Regions from separate parts of the Oryza sativa genome. Here region 2 is linked to region 1. A link is a contact called in public HiCAR-type data. All regions are on one chromosome and are shown on one strand. Each heading gives the region's core, a stretch centred on a gene start, on an enhancer-like site or on the middle of the called end of the contact. The rest is flanking DNA. Distances are from core to core; before and after follow the strand shown. Region 1 holds the start of LOC136356355. Region 2 holds the start of LOC4336766 (mitochondrial import inner membrane translocase subunit Tim13-like).

The links. HiCAR-type assays count read pairs that join an accessible place to other places.
Region 2: a contact with region 1 is called in a HiCAR-type map of leaf, with 4 times the contacts expected there. The contact joins the promoter of LOC4336766 here to the promoter of LOC136356355 in region 1.

What each region holds. Positions count from the first base shown.
Region 1 is chr4:29,358,557-29,361,256 of ASM3414082v1, forward strand. LOC136356355 reads left to right here and starts at 1,450. Exons shown (of 1, transcript XM_066310119.1): 1 at 1,450-2,334. The coding sequence starts at 1,793. The coding sequence ends at 2,152. It also overlaps the pseudogene LOC9272717.
Region 2 is chr4:29,859,341-29,862,040 of ASM3414082v1, forward strand. LOC4336766 (mitochondrial import inner membrane translocase subunit Tim13-like) reads right to left here and starts at 1,259. Exons shown (of 2, transcript XM_015778739.3): 1 at 1,085-1,259. The coding sequence starts at 1,195.

The DNA.
Region 1 (2,700 bases), core at 200-2,699:
TAAGATAGATGGAACAAGTTACGGTCGTATTCTTTAGTCAGGTTGGTGATACATCATTATCTCGTGGACTGGAAACTGTCGGAACAAAACATACATTAGCTCAAGTTCAGGAAAACGGCCTTTCTGACCTCTTCCTCCATTTTAAAATCACAGGGTCCCCTTGGAAGGTTTGTTCGGTAAGAATGTAAGCCTGGTTTAGCTGGAGGAAAAACAAGCTTTTTTTTAGAGGAAAAACAAGCATTTGAACCAACAACAAATGTATGATTATCAAGCCATGACCTTGCGGCCAATTCAAGGTCTGTTGCAACCGATCATACTTTTTCGTTGTGCACTCCTATCTATCGATTCATATAATGAGCAAACAATGAACTGTCATCCTCACATGTTTCAACGCAGAAATGATGAGAAACAATACGGAGCACTATGGCTTTAATTTTTTTCTTTTTGAGAAATTAGGTCAGCAGACTGGAACCTGTACATCTGATCATCTGAACAAGAAGGTTGCAGTTTGTTCAAACTTAGGTATGGAGATAAATAGAAATGAACTGGGATACACTCATCTACTCCTAGCTAGCCGCCTGCCACTTGATGTGGGTGCCTATCTGGAGCGTACGTGTAACGGTGTAAGTAGCAAGAGATTTGTTGGGAATCACTTCACCGCACACATCCCTCTCAGGGAATCCTCCGCTGACCGGCGGCCACGTGAAAACAAACGCCGGGAAAGAAAGAGCAAGGCAACCATGCCCGTTTCCACCCTAGTCACTGTCCTGCATATCACATACTCTGCCATACCTTCTTAGCGATCGGGTCACCAACTGCTGAAGTGACACATACATGGACGCTTCCGGTGCCGGGGATGAAAACAATTGGAAACTATCACAGAGAAAGCTTTAGAATTAGGCGGCATCGCTTAGGTGAACAGTTGCTGTGGCCCAAACGTGGACACGTCGGAGACGGTTTGGTCGACGGGTGTTTTCTTGTTATGCTTTGTTGGTTTGATGGGCTGAGACCAGATTATCGCCAATTCGCCATGGAAAACAGAAACAAGATTACACTAAGACGGACACTTGGTACCGTGTACATGCAACTGCCACACGGGAGAGGGTTAAGAAGTACTAAGAACCTACCAGATGGTACGGTGGTGGGTTCGGTCCCCTGCTCCTGCTACAAATCTAAGTACCACGGCGTACAAATGTTGTGGTATTCAGTCATACTTTGGAGTGAAGCAAAGAAAATAAATCTGCTAATTATTGTCTTTCATAGTGCTCCTGATCATAGCAATACCTAGAATCTGAGTCCTGCAATTCTTTTCCACTGCACAGATCGCTAGTACTTAACTACCATTCTTGATCAGTGCTTTGCTTAGTGACATCTAATAATGTTCTGCTTCTTCATTTACTAGTAGACCATAACTCTCGAGACACTCACCCTTGATGAAATGTCTTTCGATGTTAACAGTGGCATATATTGACCGGAAAGTGTTTGGTTATTAGCAGAAAGTTACATGTTCCGTACTAGAAAATTGGTCAGTCGGTCAGGACTAAAAATTGGTCTCCGTCACCATTGGCATGCCGTACTTAAGAACCTAACCGCCATTAAATCCACGATCCTTCCGTGTGGGCTCCCACGTTTAACCAAAACCGCCACAAAAGTCCGCCAAGCCGAACCCCTCCACGCCCGTGCAGTTCCACTCTTTTTTTTCTTTCTATAAAATCCCTCCCTTAAACCAAGCAACTTCCGCTGCGAACGCAAGTTAACCCAGAGAGTGCACGTCACGCGCGCGCATCCGTGCATGGCCTCCGCGGCAGCGACGGCGACGACGAGGACGAGCCTCCGGCGCGCGGAGCTGTGCGCGGCGGCCGCGTCGGCCGCGGACGCGGCGTCGTGGTGCTTCGCGGTGGCGCTCGTCGCGCTCGTGCTGCTGTGCGCGCTCCGCGCGGAGGCCGTGGAGGTCCACGGCCCGCGGCTGGGGGGCGCGGCGGCGCGGCCGTGCGAGGAGGTGTACGTCGTCGGGGAAGGCGAGACGCTGCACACCATCAGCGACAAGTGCGGGGACCCCTTCATCGTGGAGAGGAACCCGCACATACACGACCCCGACGACGTCTTCCCGGGCCTCGTCATCGCGCTCCGCCCTACCAAGAACAGCATTTAGCTTCGTGCATGGAAGTGCACGGGGTGAGCAAGAACTCCGAGTTTTCCGTCTTTTCATTTCTTCTCCTTTTTTTTTCTGTCTTTCTTTCTTGAATTCTTGAGAGGACAAGAAAGTGTAAGTTGTCCACCTGTATATAATACTTCCTCCGTTTCGAAATGTTTGACGCCGTTGACTTTTTAGCATATGTTTGACCATTCGTCTTATTCAAAAAATTTAAGTAATTATTAATTCTTTTCTTATCATTTAATTCATTGTTAAATATATTTTTATGTAGGCATATAATTTTACATATTTCACAAAAGTTTTTAAATAAGACGAAAGGTCAAACATGTGCTAAAAAGTCAACGGTGTTAAACATTTCGAAACGGAGAGAGTGAACACAAGAAAAGTATAGTTGAATAAGCCGGCTCTTGCTTCGCCTTTCATTTTGCTGTTTTGACTTTGTTGATGTGGTATATATGGTGGTATCTTATTCGTTGCGTGCTTAAGTTGCAACAAAGAAGAATCAATATATAGGAGAGATGATTAACTAGTTTGTACAAATAGTT
Region 2 (2,700 bases), core at 9-2,508, 500 kb after region 1:
TTTAAGAAGAAGATAAGAAGGGTGGGATCTACTTTCCTACATAATCAAAACAGGGCCAATGCACCCTGATGTTCCTGAAGAACTAAGCATGGTTATGATTGAGGTAAGGTAAATTAAGGAAACTATATCAATTAAGAATTTGCGTTGAAGAGAAGTTAATGGCAAATTGACCATTGTGAACAACGGCAACAAAGCTCTGTAGAAACCTGATCGTGAACAACGGATAAACAATGCACAGAGCTGCAAACCAAAAGGTTTCAAGACCACAAGCTAAATTAACTTAAGCAAACACAGTCAGCTGTGCTTGATCTTCTCCAAAGTCCAAACCTACCGCAAAACAGTGGCATTGTGGCACGTTTTTTTTTTGTTCCAATTGAGGCTTAATCATACAGATTTTACGCAACACTAGCCAAAACAACATATTCGCATGGTACTGATTTGGCAAGCATATTCAATCAAACTAGAGCTCTCATAGCATCGCCCCTAGACTCAAACCGACCTCCAAATGATCAAATGGAGCGATTGCGACTCGGTAGAACAATGGTGGAACCTTGTGGTAGATTCTCCCAACAACCCCCGCATTCCCCTGCGTACTCTGGTGATCTTGGTCTCCTGGGAAATATGGTGTGAGCGAAATGCAAGAATTTTTCGAAACACTGCATCGCCACCGGCATCCATCCTCGCCAAGATAAAAGAGGAAGGTCGGGCATGGGTCAAAGCAGGAGCCTCTAAGCTTCAAGAGTTCGGAATCTTGGGAGATACCACTTAACCATCACCTTTTGCGGGCTTAGTTCTTTTTTAGACTAGCCCTGTACATAATTCTATCGCTCTGTATTTTCTCCATCTCTATCAATATACGAGGCAAAGCTTTTGCCCTCCTTTCAAAAAAAAAAAAACATAGCATCGCCCCTAATTAGACGCGAGATTTGGGGATTCAAACCGGTGCCAAGCTAAAAGGATAAATCAATTGGTTTCACCTTAAGAGCTCCAATTTGAAATCCAGCACAGAAGAGAATCCTCTACAGATGCGCACACCCACAAACTGATAATACCGTCGATCCGAGGAAGGCTCCAGTAATCTCACCTCGAGGAACTCCTGCGCGTAGGCCTGCGCGAGCTGGGCCTTGATCTGTTCCATGAGATGCTCCGTGGACGCAGTCGACCCCGCCGACGACGGCGACGAGAACGAGTCCATGATCTCCGGCGAGCGGCGGCTCCCTCCAACTCTTCCGCGGCAAAGCTGCGCGCTGGTCGGCTTCTTCTTCCTCAGCAAGACATGGAGAGAGTTATACGACGGCGCGGTGGGCGGTGGCTAGTGGCCACGGCGTCTTGTGGGCTTGTGGCGTGGGCCATAACCCTAGGCCCAAAAAGGCCCAAATAGTTTCATTGTTGGGCCTTATGGGCCATAATGTTGTGGCACCGAGGCCCATATATAGTCAGATCAGGCTGTAGGCCGGTAGCCACCTCGGCCTAGTTGCGTACAGGGCCCCGTCGAGTCCGTCTCTTCTTTTATGGGCAACAAGTACTACACTAGAAATACTAGGTTCGGTGATCCTTCGAGTTCTCAAAATCAATCCATCAATCATCATCGATAACGCGGCGACAGAACGCATTCCGAACCCGTAGTTGTTGGACATTACCGAAACCGTCGATGTGGGAGCATCGAATGTGGCTTTGCTTTTTGGCGACCCGAGCTACACACACACTTTCTTTTTTCTCTCCATTTGTTACCTCAAGTGTCAAGAACCCTTGGGTCTTAGCTTGCTCGACAGCGAACGCTGTCGCCGCTTTACCCCGCATGGTCTACTTCAGGAACCAGTAACGGATACTAATCTAAGAAAGCGCCCACGAGATAGGTGACGCCGCACTGCAGTACGCACAGGTCGTCGCGAAGCTGCACTTGCATCCACGTTACGTCGCCATCAGGGGCATTTGCATTTGCATCCTCTCTCTCTGACGATGCACACCAAGCACGGACAGTACACACTCGCATCCGTCCGTGTCTCACGTTGCAATCACATTAGCTCAGGCGTCGTCTTCAGTACAGCTATATACACGATTAAATGAAGCTTTACTTCAGTTATTAGCAAATCAGCAGAGAGTTAACTGATTAATTAATAGCTGTGCGCTGTATATGTGCAAGGCTTGTTTCACCTGCCCGTGAAGCTGCTCCCCCTGTGAGCAGTGTGAGAGACAGACAGGGGCAGTGGGGGCGCAGTGCAGCTAGCTGTGCAGGTGCAGGGGGGGTGCGCGGTAGTAACAAAGTACGCGGCGGAGAAAACGGTAAACAGGAGGGGAGATCGAGGGCATCAAGAGGAGGGGGGTGTGGTGGCGTGGCTGCAGCGGCGTGGCTGGTAGCGAGCTGAGCTCTGCCGGCCAGCGCTTTCCAAGCTAGCGAGCCAAGCCAGCGCGCGACATGCAAAAGCCTGCGGGCGCGCGGGGCGTACGTCGTCCTACTAGCAGCTAAGCTACCTCGGGTCCCCCACCTGCGCCCTGCCTGCTGCAACTGCGGCCCGCGAGCGCGCGAGATCAATCAAAAGGCGCTCTCTGATCGATCGATCAATCGATCTAATGGGGGAGAGAGGGGAGGAGAAAAAAAGATCAAATCATTTTACTGGGCTTCTTCGCTATGGCTAGATGGTGGGAGCTAGGGGGCAAGGAGGAGAGCCCTGTTCATGAAAGCAACAACGCATGCATGCG